Linked DNA regions of Rattus norvegicus: region 2 is linked to region 1. Evidence: chromatin contacts called from public Hi-C data. All regions are on one chromosome and are shown on one strand. The core of a region is the stretch at or near the end of the contact, and the rest is flanking DNA. Distances in the headings are between cores, read along the strand shown. Region 1 overlaps Cobl (cordon-bleu WH2 repeat protein). Region 2 holds the start of Cobl (cordon-bleu WH2 repeat protein).

What was found. Hi-C and Micro-C count contacts between places; a contact is called where the count stands out from the background.
Region 2: a Hi-C map of the A7r5 cell line shows a contact between it and region 1, with 1.4 times the contacts expected there. The contact joins the promoter of Cobl here to the enhancer-like site in region 1. A contact is called at or near these places in 3 of 12 Hi-C or Micro-C datasets (the A7r5 cell line, kidney and liver).

Annotation. Positions count from the first base shown.
Region 1 is chr14:91,227,573-91,233,587 of GRCr8, forward strand. The region is part of intron 1 of Cobl (cordon-bleu WH2 repeat protein); the gene reads right to left. Among named protein-coding and RNA genes, the nearest start is that of Cobl, 44 kb to the right of the region's middle. Within about 2 kb of position 2,844, at least 8 of the 93 cell types and tissues checked have an H3K27ac peak or open chromatin away from gene starts, as enhancers often do. A contact at or near this core is called in the A7r5 cell line, where this site is marked.
Region 2 is chr14:91,271,956-91,277,970 of GRCr8, forward strand. Cobl (cordon-bleu WH2 repeat protein) reads right to left here and starts at 2,246. Exons shown (of 15, transcript NM_001401101.1): 1 at 1,979-2,246. The coding sequence starts at 2,019.

The sequences.
Region 1 (6,015 bases), core at 1,594-4,093:
AGTCATGCCACTTCAATAGGAGCTGCTCCAACTGCTCTTCACCGGGATCCTTTGAAATCAGGCTTGCAGTGTCACGAGCGAGCCTTTGTGCATCAGAGAAGTCCCCTGTTGGTACACATAGTCCCTGGGAGGCAGAACCCAATCTTACAACTTGATGGAGAGGCAACAACTGCACCAACACTGTTTTGAGTTAGGATTTAGAAGCCAAAATCGCGGAGAAGAACTAACATGGGAGAGCTGTGTGCTTGTGGTGCTATTACTGGAGACCATAGCTCCCTTCTGGCTACCATGCGTTACTTATCCTGTCTCGTACAAAAGCAGATCTAGATGTAGTCTTTGCTCAGAAGGAGTCCACCAGGAGGCAGAGCTAGTTTTGACACCACCACTAACAGGAACCATAAGCCTAGATGAAGAATCTTTGCGGCTTAATGAAGGTGACAGACTGGTTCACTGACGGCAGGTACTCTAGGGAGAAGTTCAGTTACCTTGTAATTGTTCAGCTTAAAACCCCTTCCCATCTGACAGTTCCTGCTGCAGGTAAGGAATCCCTGTGTTTCCTGGATTGGGACCTTACCAATACATTACAACAAAGGCAGCGGGTCAGTCACGAGTTTCCTGTATCCTTTTAGTTGCATCTGAAACAGATGAGGGGTTAAAAGGCCCCACAACTGCTCACAAGAGCAGAAACCAAAGTGCACAATGCCAGTCCCTACAGTAGCAGATGGGATACTGAGATTCCTAAGCAGTCACAATAAAGATGAATATCATAGAGTCAAAGAAGGAAAAGCAAGCGCCCTGAGGAAGCACACAGTCAAAGGCCCTTGTAGAGGTACAGTGAGACAGAGTGAGTTCCAACCCCAACAGCGTGCTAAACACAGAAAATACCTAAGTAGACTCCAGGAGCTCAAGTTAAGAGTAGGAACACTGTCTGCCTAAGGAAGAGAATGGTGGCTCCTGGCTAAGATCTGAAGGTGCTCGTTGAGCTGTGTTTTAAAGAACAGCATGGGATGAAGGGTATGAACCAAGAGGAAACATCTCTGGCCATTTCAACAACTGAGCTTGCAGGCGTGGCTTCACCTTAGTGAGCATCCTGGTCACTACGGACGGGAAACTAGAAACAGAGGGGTGGCTAGGAGCTTAACCAAGCGGTTGTAGAAAACACTCAGAAGACAACAGACAGGCCAGTAAAGAGACAGCAAACACCTTTGGCTGTGACCTCCCTGGAATGCTTCTCTGGTGGGATCAGATCACACCCTATGCTTCTCCTCAGACTCTCCCAGAGATATCTTCTGAGCTTTAGAATCTATCCACACCTACTTCTCCACCATTGCCCAGATTTCCTACCTCAACTGGTATTTCTCCTAAGGCCCAATCACTGCAGTGATGCTGCTGGCCTTCCTAGTCTTAGTTAGACCTGCCAAACTAAACTAAATCCCAGGTCACTAGACATGCTCCACCCCCAGATGGTTCACTGCTATCTCCACTGAGTTCTGTACATAGCAATGCCTCTCAGAAAAGCTCTGCAGACCATCTACCCAAACAGCCGTGTTACATTCTTTTCCATCTGCTTTCATATTTTACATCAGTATATTTAACATCTGTTTCCCCGACTAGAATATATGGAGAACATATAGGGTTTGATGAGACTTTGATGTACTATCTATGGCTGTATTTCCACGTGTTATGTATTACTGGGTAGTGGGTCTACAGTCACTATCTATTAGATGATTGAACAATAGTGAAAGCATAGTGACACACAAGTCGAAGAGGCCAAGGCAGAAAGGGTGACTTTGAGCATACGGAAGTGTGCTGGCTGAATGTTCAGTGAGAGAGTGAAGCCCAAGTCAATGAGTAAACGCAAGATGACTCTAACAGCTCTCTTTGCCTGGCAGAGAAAAGGCAGGGCCCCTCATCATGCCAGGGATAGAGATGGAATAAATAAGAAGTCCAGATTCCATTTAGCAGTTTTGGCTCCTGTGTGGCCCCATCTGGGGATGTGTAGACAGCAAGTTTGTTTAGAGAACATGTGAAAATAGGAACCAGAGATGAGAGGGAGGAGCTGGGGAAACCAAGTGGCATGCTTATAGACCAGAGTGTACTGCTGTGTTTTATCTCGAGGTGTCTTATGATCAAGGTGTCTTATGATCCCCATGCTGTCTGGTTCATGATAACCATGCACAACTGATACAGCTATGCTAAATTCACTACGTCACTTCACTACCTGGACAAGTAGATTTCCAAGGTCCCTCCAAATCCAGGCTTGGATCCTCACGTGCTGCAGATACAGCATGGGCCTTAGGATCCATACCCTGTGGAGAGCCAGGGCTTTCCAGGAGACAGACCAAGGTCAGCTACCTCAACTACGGTCTCAAATTAGTGACGACTTTAGAGACTACTCAGAGACAAATTCTGTCAAAGGGAACTATTCATAACTTCTTCCTAGACGAAAGGGGGAGGGGGTAGCAAGTCACCTGCTCATGGAGCAGGTAGAGGGCTCTGCTTCAGGGTAAATTGCAAAAAAGACTTTTAGACGAATCTCAACTGTTTTTACTGGGGATTTCAAAAGCTATGAGAATATGAACTCCAGCTGTGCTGTGAGGTTCTGAGTTTCAGCCCTGTCAGCCTTGCTCACGTTCAAGGACTTAAAGGCTGGTAGAAAGAACCGGCCAGACTAGTCTTGTTAGATTGTCCCACTGATGGTCCCACAAGTCTAGTGTCACCAAACACCATTTTGGCAACTTTCAAACATTTCATAATCATATCCATGCAAAAGTAGCTGGCATTAGTTATCCCCCATTTCAAAGGAGGGAGAGGAGATAACTAATACGAATGGAATTCGTACTCTAAGCTCGGGGAAGAGATAGGCAGGCACCCAGACACACAGTCTCCTTGGCTTTTTCAGGGCAACCCATAAGGGAGGGGTTCTTTTTCATTTTTTACAGATGAAACTGAGACGAGTTAAGCAACTGTCAAAACACAAGATAGCTAGCAAGGGATGGAGCCATCACTCCAACTCAGGTCTGTCCCGGCCCCGTCACCAGCAGATGCTCACTGCCAAATAAAATGCTAACTATAAAGATAGTCCCTAACACCTGAAGCTAAGTGAAAGTGATGCCTTCACTCTCTTTAAAGCTGATGGCATCCAGACACTAGCTGGGCTGCAATCAATGTGGATGAAACAAACACACTGTGTTGAAAGATGCACAGCAGGCTCATCACTCGCAGACAGACAGACACACACACACACACACACACACACACACACACACACACTCCTAAATCACATAGCAAACATGTCATAAATTATTTGTAGAAATCAAAGTGCCTTAGAGGCCTTCTCTTAAACCCAGAGACTCCAGGTACCCTCCTTGCATAGATCAGTCACATGTGGCCCTCCTCAAGGCCACTTCTGACAATTTACTCAAGAAAATCCACAAGGCAGAACCTCAGGGACAGGGCCATATTACCCTTGGTCATGTTCTCACCTGGTTCATCCCTTGGTGCTCAAGGCTGGTGGCACCTGTGTCACTGCCCCCACCCCCACCCCCACCCCCACCCCCAAGGACTTCAGAGTACAGAGTTGGTACAAAACTCGAGGAGATGGTCCCCAACCACTGGCTCCTACCCCTGTTTCTGCTCAGCAGAGAGACCACCACCAGGATTAGAACAGAATGCTCATCAGCTAGTGGCTGGAGAACACAAATGTTGCTCTAGATGAGACAGTGTCCCCAGTCCTGGGAACAGAGCTCATCTCAGTCTGAGGAGGAGAGCAAGGGGAAACTGTGTGAAATTCTGTTCTTTTAGAAATCTAGGCTCTTGCTGCTCAGTGCAAAAGGATGGGGAGTGAAGGCAGGTACTCCCAGTTGAAGTTGTATGGGCAATATTTTTTTCCTGTAATTTCCCTCCCTACTATGGCTCTCAAGCTTCAACAAGGAGCTCAAAATTTCCACAGATTGATATAGTCTATGTGGATACATTGTAACTTTATGATAAAATGTACATCTACTAATGCAACCTAAGGAAACAGTATCTCTACACCTATAATAAACCAGGTACCCCATGATTTCTTCTATATTTTGACTTACAATGTCTTTCACAGTAATTTACAACCCTGCAACCCTTCTTGAGCTAATACAGTATTTAGTATTCACTAGAACACCAGGACAAACTGTAGCATTTCAATTACCTAATGACACTTGTGGAAATATTTCAATTTGGTAATTAACAACCTGTATAGGAGCAAATTAATCACAAAACATCATTATTTTCTGTAACAGAAACAGATTGAAATTTAATTCTTTTATAGGCAAAAGACTTATTCAGAACATGTATTATTATTGTTATTGTTATTATTGGGTTTTGTTTGGTGACTTGCTTGCTTTAAAGGTCAACCAGCAGTTACTTTAAAGAACAAGGTGAGAAGAGAGCTTTCTGCTGGCTGCTGTGTGCCCTTTTGCACACAGGGATCTAGTGCAAAGACACCTATCCTCCCAAGCGCAAATGGAGAGAGAGCTGGCCAAAGCACCAACTTGTACCCATTCTCTAACTTGCCTCTGAGTGCTGTGGAGTATAGACTGTGGAGAATTACGTTTTTATTGAGATAACGAAACTTAGTTGCCTTAGGAGGAATATGGGAAAGCAAATTTGTAAAATTGACAGAAACGAGGGACAAAAAGTGAGTCCCACTTTTATATACCCTATTAATACTATAGCGGCCTAATTTCATGTCTCTTAGTTTCAACCAGTGATTTATTACACGGCTAAGTTACATAATTACAAAAGCAGAGCCATTTCATCTTGTGTCTTGGTCAAATTTCCAAATGGGTTTGGGTTAACCCTCAAAGGAGTCAAAGGTCATCTCAATTGGTCAATCTACCTTCCGCCACTCTAATGCTTCACATAAGCAAGAGTGTGTCAGTAGATAATCCCATAAGTAACAGGAAAGGGCACACCTTTGATGCCAGGATTAAGAAGCAGAAGCAGGAGGATCTCCATGAATTCAAGGCCAAACTAATCTATATAATGAGTTCCAAGCCAGCTGGGACTATGGAGTGAGATTCTGCCACAAAACAATCATCATTAAAACAATCTCCATCACTGTCTTTCATTTCCTTAGATTTGACTTTCCAGGACAAGACTGGAAAGTCAGAAAACTCTGTCTACTTAGGTAAGCCTTTCAAACTGAAGGGCTGTTTCCATAACAACCCCAGGGGTCCAATCCAAGGACAGAAGCCAGTCTCTATCTGGTCCAGCAAGCAAGGTCCACATCACAATTGCGTTTCTGTATACTTAATTATGTATAAATCATGGGCACATTATTAGTATACTGTGTGCATTACAGGATGCATACAGAATAGACCCCTGGAAAGAATAAAATCACAGTAAACATTCTCTTGCCAAAACCCAGTTGGATCACAAGGCACTGGCAAGTTTGCCACTCAACCACCTGGGATAACATAGCTCAAACAAAGGAACGAGTAAGGAATCCGTGCCTGGGTCTTGTGATGAGGTGATAAGGAACCTATAGCCTTCTTCCCCTCCTTGCCAAGGACACCTTGCCAATGACAGGAAACCAGTGTCCCATCCCTTCTAGCATGGTTCAGAAAGCTGCCAGGCCTTGAGGCAACCCACAGCTGGAGGTCTCTGCTCTTGGGTCACATACAGCAGTGGCTGCCAGAAAGGCGGGGGGAGTGTGGTACTGCAAGGAACTGCTTATCGTGGTTCTGTAAGTAACAGAAGGAATGAGACTCGAGCCACCACCCAGTGCCACTCACTGGCCCTGCTGGCAGGAATGTGAGGCATGTATTCAAGTCTGGGTGTTGCCTTCCCAGACAGGGGTGGGGACACACTGAAGAAGCAATGCCACGTTAGCCTCACTCCCACTCTTGTGGCTTACCTCTTCCAGGCTGGTTCCCAGTAAAGAGACAAGAGCTGCTTAGTTTAAGGCAAGAAACAATAAATGAAGACTTCTTGGTCTTATCATCATAGCTCTTTAGAGACAATCAGAGTCACGAA
Region 2 (6,015 bases), core at 996-3,495, 44 kb after region 1:
ACTTCCCTCAAGCACAAGGCAAACACTGCCTAGTCTCAAGAGATAAAGAAAATAGTAATTTCAGATACAAGCCAACAAATTCTAGTTGCCTCTCGATAACATTCTGAAGCCCCAAATGTCACAATCCTTTATGATAGGCAAGCAATTCAACCAAACAATAAAAAAATCCAATAAGATATAGTGCCATTTCTTTCTTCTCATTCAAACACAAAAATACTCCATACTGAACTGGTACTCTTTGTTAAAATATTATACACACAGACACACACACATTATATTTATATTTGGGGAGTGTTTCTTTATTCAAGGTATAAACAAATGAGAAACGGCAATAACAGAAGTTACAAAAATAGATCTACATTTCTTGGGCAACGAGTTCGAAGCAAGCAAATTATTCGCTGGAGGTGCAGGGACATTTGGCCTTGTAAGCTCCACCATCATCCATAGCACAGGGCCTTTGTGACACCCAGTGAGGAAGACAGACCTGGGTTGCCCTCTTGGCTGCCTAGGGAGCATGGCTGCCTAGGGAGCAGGCTGGAGGAGAGAGGGTAGCTTCACTATTACCAGACACCGTCATTGATTTCTGCAGATACTCTATGGAAATTTGCACGTCCCCTAAATATTCTCTTTCTATTTATTTATAAGAAACTTGTGGTGAAATAATTTAGTTCCCTTAAATGGAGTTATGCAACAATCTCGAAAAGCCACAATTTTAAAAGCAATTCTGCTCACATCTCCCGACGTCATTTTGGGGGTTCCCCGTTACCATGAAAAAGTATTCCCATATTTGTTTTCTTTAAGGGGAATTTGTTTATTCAAAGAAAATATAAAACCACACCTTAGCGAAGTAACGTCTTTTTTTTTTTTTAAACATTCCTTAGCTTCGAGGTTAGGAGTTACTTTTTTGGAAGCCTCCAGGGAAGGTTTTAAGAAATAATACAGAGCTGGTTTAGACGGCTTTTATAAACACTCGGGCAACAAAGTCAGTGGGCAGGAGACCGGGTGAGTCAGTGGGACATAGCTGCTGAAGAAAAGAGATTTGTTGTCCCCAATGCTGCCTTAGAAAATCCAGTTGCTCAAGTGGAAAGTGGGCCATTCCCGGAGCAGGTGCAGGCCCACCCCAACTCATTCCATTCGCAACACTCACAACACATTTGCTCCAGAGAGAAGAGGTCAAAGGCCAGCCCCACTCTGAAATCTACCTAGTCTGCAAGGGTTGCCAACCGTCCTGACAGGGATGGGCACAGAAGGGCACACAATTCGGAGAGTAGGGGTTAAAGGGCAAGACCGTTTGACCCGTGTTAGGCAAGTTTCTCTTGGGCAAGTAAAATCCTCAGTGAGACAGGGAATCTCTGTCTACAAGCTGTGGAGACAGCAAAAAGAAACTAAAAGGGTTGAGGCATTAGAGGATCCTGAAGACAGGAATGACAGCTCTTGCTTTCCAGGTCTGATGAGGGGTGTCTTCACCTCTTCAGACACAAGCGAGGCCCCAGCAAGAAAGCTAGGCAGGAGAAGAGTGTTCATGGAGTCCCTTCCCCACACACCTCCCAAGATCGCCTGGCTACATGGATCCCAACAGATCAAGTACCCTCTTGTCATTGAGGCAGAAAGCAGCGGGCCACAGGGCCTGCGACGAGTGGCTGGAGGAACCTGTGCATGGGACCAGAAGGACTCCGCTGGAGTTTCAGGCCCGGAGTTTTCTTTCTCCGCCCTCGGCCCGTGATCGCCACTATTAAGAGGGGAGGAGGCAGCTCCGAGCTGGTGCTCTGCACGGAGGGATAGCACCCACCCCCCCGAACACACACACACACACACACACACACACACACACAAACACACACAAGGGCTTTCACAGCAGGACCTCTCGCGGAAAGTGTTCCCTAGCAAGGCCTGCCACGGTTACCGGAGCAACGACCCAGGCACCCCAAGTCCTCGACACCTCGGGAAGAACCATGCCCGCCCTCCTGGGCCCACTTACCCTGTGGGGGGCTTGGCCGCCAGTGCGCGCGGTGCGTCCATGGAGCCGGCGGGCTGCGCACCAGGCTCTGCCGGCCGACTGGGGCGCTGGCTGCGGCGCCGCCGTCCTCATTCACTTTTTCCGCGCTGACCCATCCTCCTCCCACGCGGGGCTAGCGAGGACAGCAGCCGTGCCGAAAAGGACAGAAGCGACCGGAGGCGTCCGGGCGGGCGGGGGCGCGCGGGGAGGGACCGACGCGGCTAGCCCGGGCGCGGGAGCAAGGTGCGCCGCGCCCCCGCCAAGCTGGTTCAGCCGCGCCCACCGCGGCGCCGCCCCGCGCCCGCGCGCCGCTCCCCCAGCGCCCGCCTTCCCGCGCGCCCCCGCCGCCCGCCGGAGCGCACCTGGGCGGGGCGCGCGCCCCGGGGTGGGCACCGCGTCGCCTTCCCTGCGGGCTGGAGGAACTAGGCGGGCAAATACCTGGCCACCTGTGACTGTGCTGGGCGAGGCGGGCGGACTAGCCGGCGAGAACCGAGTTGAAGGAAGAGAGAAAAATAGGTCTGGCGCCTCAGTTTCTGCCCCAGAACCTCAAAGAATCTTTGTCAGTACCAGAGATCTACTGTAAGGAGAGGGGAGAGTGGTCCAAAATGAGGTTCTTGATGTCCAGCATGGGGAACTAGAAGGGGATGCTGCTTGGGGTAAGGGGCACACCTTTCTGAGCAATCAGAAAGCAGTGAGTCTGGGGTGTGGACCTGGACTTGGAGTGTGGAACTGCACCTGTTCGGATGCATGCTTCTGTTTGCCAGCCTAGTCGGCTGGATAGTAATGAACACTACTGTGGCCCCAGTCCTGTGATTCCTAGTTGACTGGTGGGCAAAAATACCAGTAGGGGCAGCGGGTGCTGAGGCCTCAGAGCAAGTCAACCTGAGGACCCAGAACCACCATGCTTCCCTTCTCCAGTCTGCTACTTGACCACCACGGGGGAACAGGAAAAGAACTCGATTGCTATGAAGTTCTGCTATAAATACAGCAATTGTACTAGGTTCTTAGTATTGAAATAAAACGCCGGTAAGATGCAAGATTCTGTGATTGAAGTCGGGACCCAGAAGTTTGCCTAAGTTTTTCTTCCCCTGAACCCCAACTTTCTGTTTAAGGAGAGGGGAGACCAGACTGTACAAAATATAAGTCCTGTGGTGGCTGCAAGGCCTTCTTTGCTCCAGTGCCCACTCAGAACAGTGAACCACTTCATACCCGCAGCAGAGCCTGGCTTCCTTTTGAACACAGAGGCATTTTTGGGCCTCTGGCATCTATACTATGTGTCCTGCAGGCTCTGCTGGGATATCTGCTCCTCAAGGAGCTATTTTTTGACCTCTTTGTAGCAAACGACACCAGGCTCTCAACTCCCATCTGCTTCTTGTGCAATGTCTTGAGTTTGGTTTGAAATTCTTGCCAAACGTCTTAATGTTCTCGTGGGTGCTTAGCACATTATCTTCTGTGTGTGTGTTTGTGTGTGTGTGTGTGTGTGTGTGTGTGTGTGTGTGCGCGCGCGTGCGCGCGCTTTATATGCTGTTTATGATCAAAATGCTTACATGTATTTACATTTTATATTTATATAAACTTGAGTGTATGAATTACATATCCATGTGATATAGATGTATACACACATATCACACTGAATGTGTTTATCTATACGTGTTTGGCATGGCTTTCTTCCCTGAGAAGGTGACTCAGTGTAGAGTGAGCCTTGTCTGATGTTTTTCATTATTCTTAGCATTTAGGACAGTGCATGAGAGTGGATTAGGATTCACTGCATAAAAAGAACATCAAGTGACGTGAGTTTCTAGGCCCTTCTCCAGCTCTGGGTGCGGCTATCAGAAGATCTTTCCTGGAATCTCTAAAGTCTCTCCGTGCTTTGGACACCACTGTCAGAAAGGGTAACTAACCTGGGAGAGAACAGTCGGCCAGGAACTAGGGACTGGACCCCAAGGGATATCCCAAGAAGTCACAGTAGTTCAGAGAGAAGCTAGAAGTCATGGACATGGCAGATAGTCGGTTGTCAGAGAGAGAATACCACAGAAAAATCATGAGAGGAAGTCACTGTCCGCCTCCAGGCTGAGCTTCTGATTTCTGTCCCAGGAAAAAGACCCTGGCAGTGCTGGGCCTGGACAGCCTCCAAGTCTACAGAAGCCACTAAACACCACAGTCTGAGAAACCCAAAAGGGAAATGGAGTGGGTGGCACAAACTGGGAAGAGTTATCACAGTGAAACCGAAGGCAAGATCAGGCTTCATACCAGCAGGAGGGTCTAAGCTCCTAAGGCTTCTGCTTGCTGTGTAAATGGGCCAGCCCTGGCAATACCAACCCAGCTATCCTAGTAGAAAGGGTGCCAACAGATCCATCTATGCACAGTTGTTTCCAAAAGCATGTATTCCTCAGATATATGTGAGGCCAATAATGGTTAGAACTAGACCCATTACTAAATATTAAAATATTTTTAAGTGCAGAGGGAGTGAGGGTAACATATTTGTCCATTTGCATGATTTGACTAGTCCTCGAAGACTGATGTTCGTCAAGCCGCTTCTACCCATCACTATGTGCCCTTGATATGCCCCTGGACCTTCCAGGGCACCCTGTATCTGGTCTAGGTATATACTAGTCGAGTCTCTGAGAGAGCTTAATGACAAGCTATAACTGGATGAAGAGAGAGGTAACCTGGTTGTACCGCTCCAGATCTCAACTTCCTATAGGCTACAGGAAGGCTATAGCACAGCTAAGCCCGGGCTGTGCATGTAAGGGCTGTAAGGATGACCCAGGCTACATCACTGAGCTCTTGACTCAGAGGAAAGAGTTAGTACCACAGTGCCAGTCACTTGAGAAACTTTCTTGTCTTATTCTGTCCCAATCCTTCTCTTTCCCTTTTACCTCTCCTATTCTCTGATAGGAACATATGGGACTTCAGAGAGTCCACTAGTATATACCTAGACCAGATACAGGGTGCCCAGGAAAGCCCAGGGTCACATCAAGGACACATAGTGATGTGTAGAGGTGTCTGGCTAAGTCAGTGCTTCCTGAATTTGAATGTTTAAAGGATGCAGACTCTGACCCAGTCAGTGGTGCAGTGGAGAACTTTTTCCTTATGGGCTCTCAGGGATGCAAAATTTGCTGGCCCAAATACTGAAGGTCACCCACAGTGGCTTCCGGACTGATCTTGTACTGACTGGTAAATGTTGGTCGCAGCAAATTCCTTTTCTCTAAACATTCATTTCCTTCTGTGAAATGTGAGAGCCTTATGAACAGATTCAGGTTTTGTGGGGTCTTAACCCTCACGTGACTTTAGAAATCCTTTAAAAATAAAAACACTATTGATGTAAATTGTGATTCCGAATTGGTTGTTTATTGTACAGACTGAATTTGTGGCCCTTTAAAGAATAATAAGTTAAAGTCCAAGTCTGTAATCTACAATATTTGGAGAAAGGTTTCAGGGAGGTAAGATGAAGTAAGGACATATTGTTGAATCCCTTATCTCTCATGGTAGATGTCCTGTAGGAAGAGGAGAAAAGTCAGCACACTCTGAGTATGCCTAAGAAAGGCCATCTGAGGACTCAGTGAGAGAGTGGCTGTGTGCAACCGAGGGAGCAGCCTCTCACCATAACCCAAGCCCAGCGGCCAATCAATCATGTCTTCTTTGTCCTCAAGAGCTGTAAGAAAACGAATTTCCATTTTTCAAGCTACCCATTCCAAGGTATTTTTTGTTATGGCAGTCTAAAGAGACTAGCATAGATAGAGAAAACAAACCATTAAAAAGTATAAGCGTTAAGAGTTGTCCCACCACTACGAGAAGCAGGTTGTTAATAACAGTAAGTCAGCTCCCAGGAGAAAGAATGAAGAGTAACATCTACCTTACCCGTCTAGGTAAAGATTAAATAAGATATCACATATCCTGTGCCTAAGGTGATGCCTGACACTCATTAAGTAATCAATCCATTTTAACTCTAATTGCACACATTAGATAGTCACTTTCTTTAGGTACACAGTTCCCTTCAAAAATGCTTTGGCTCCTTG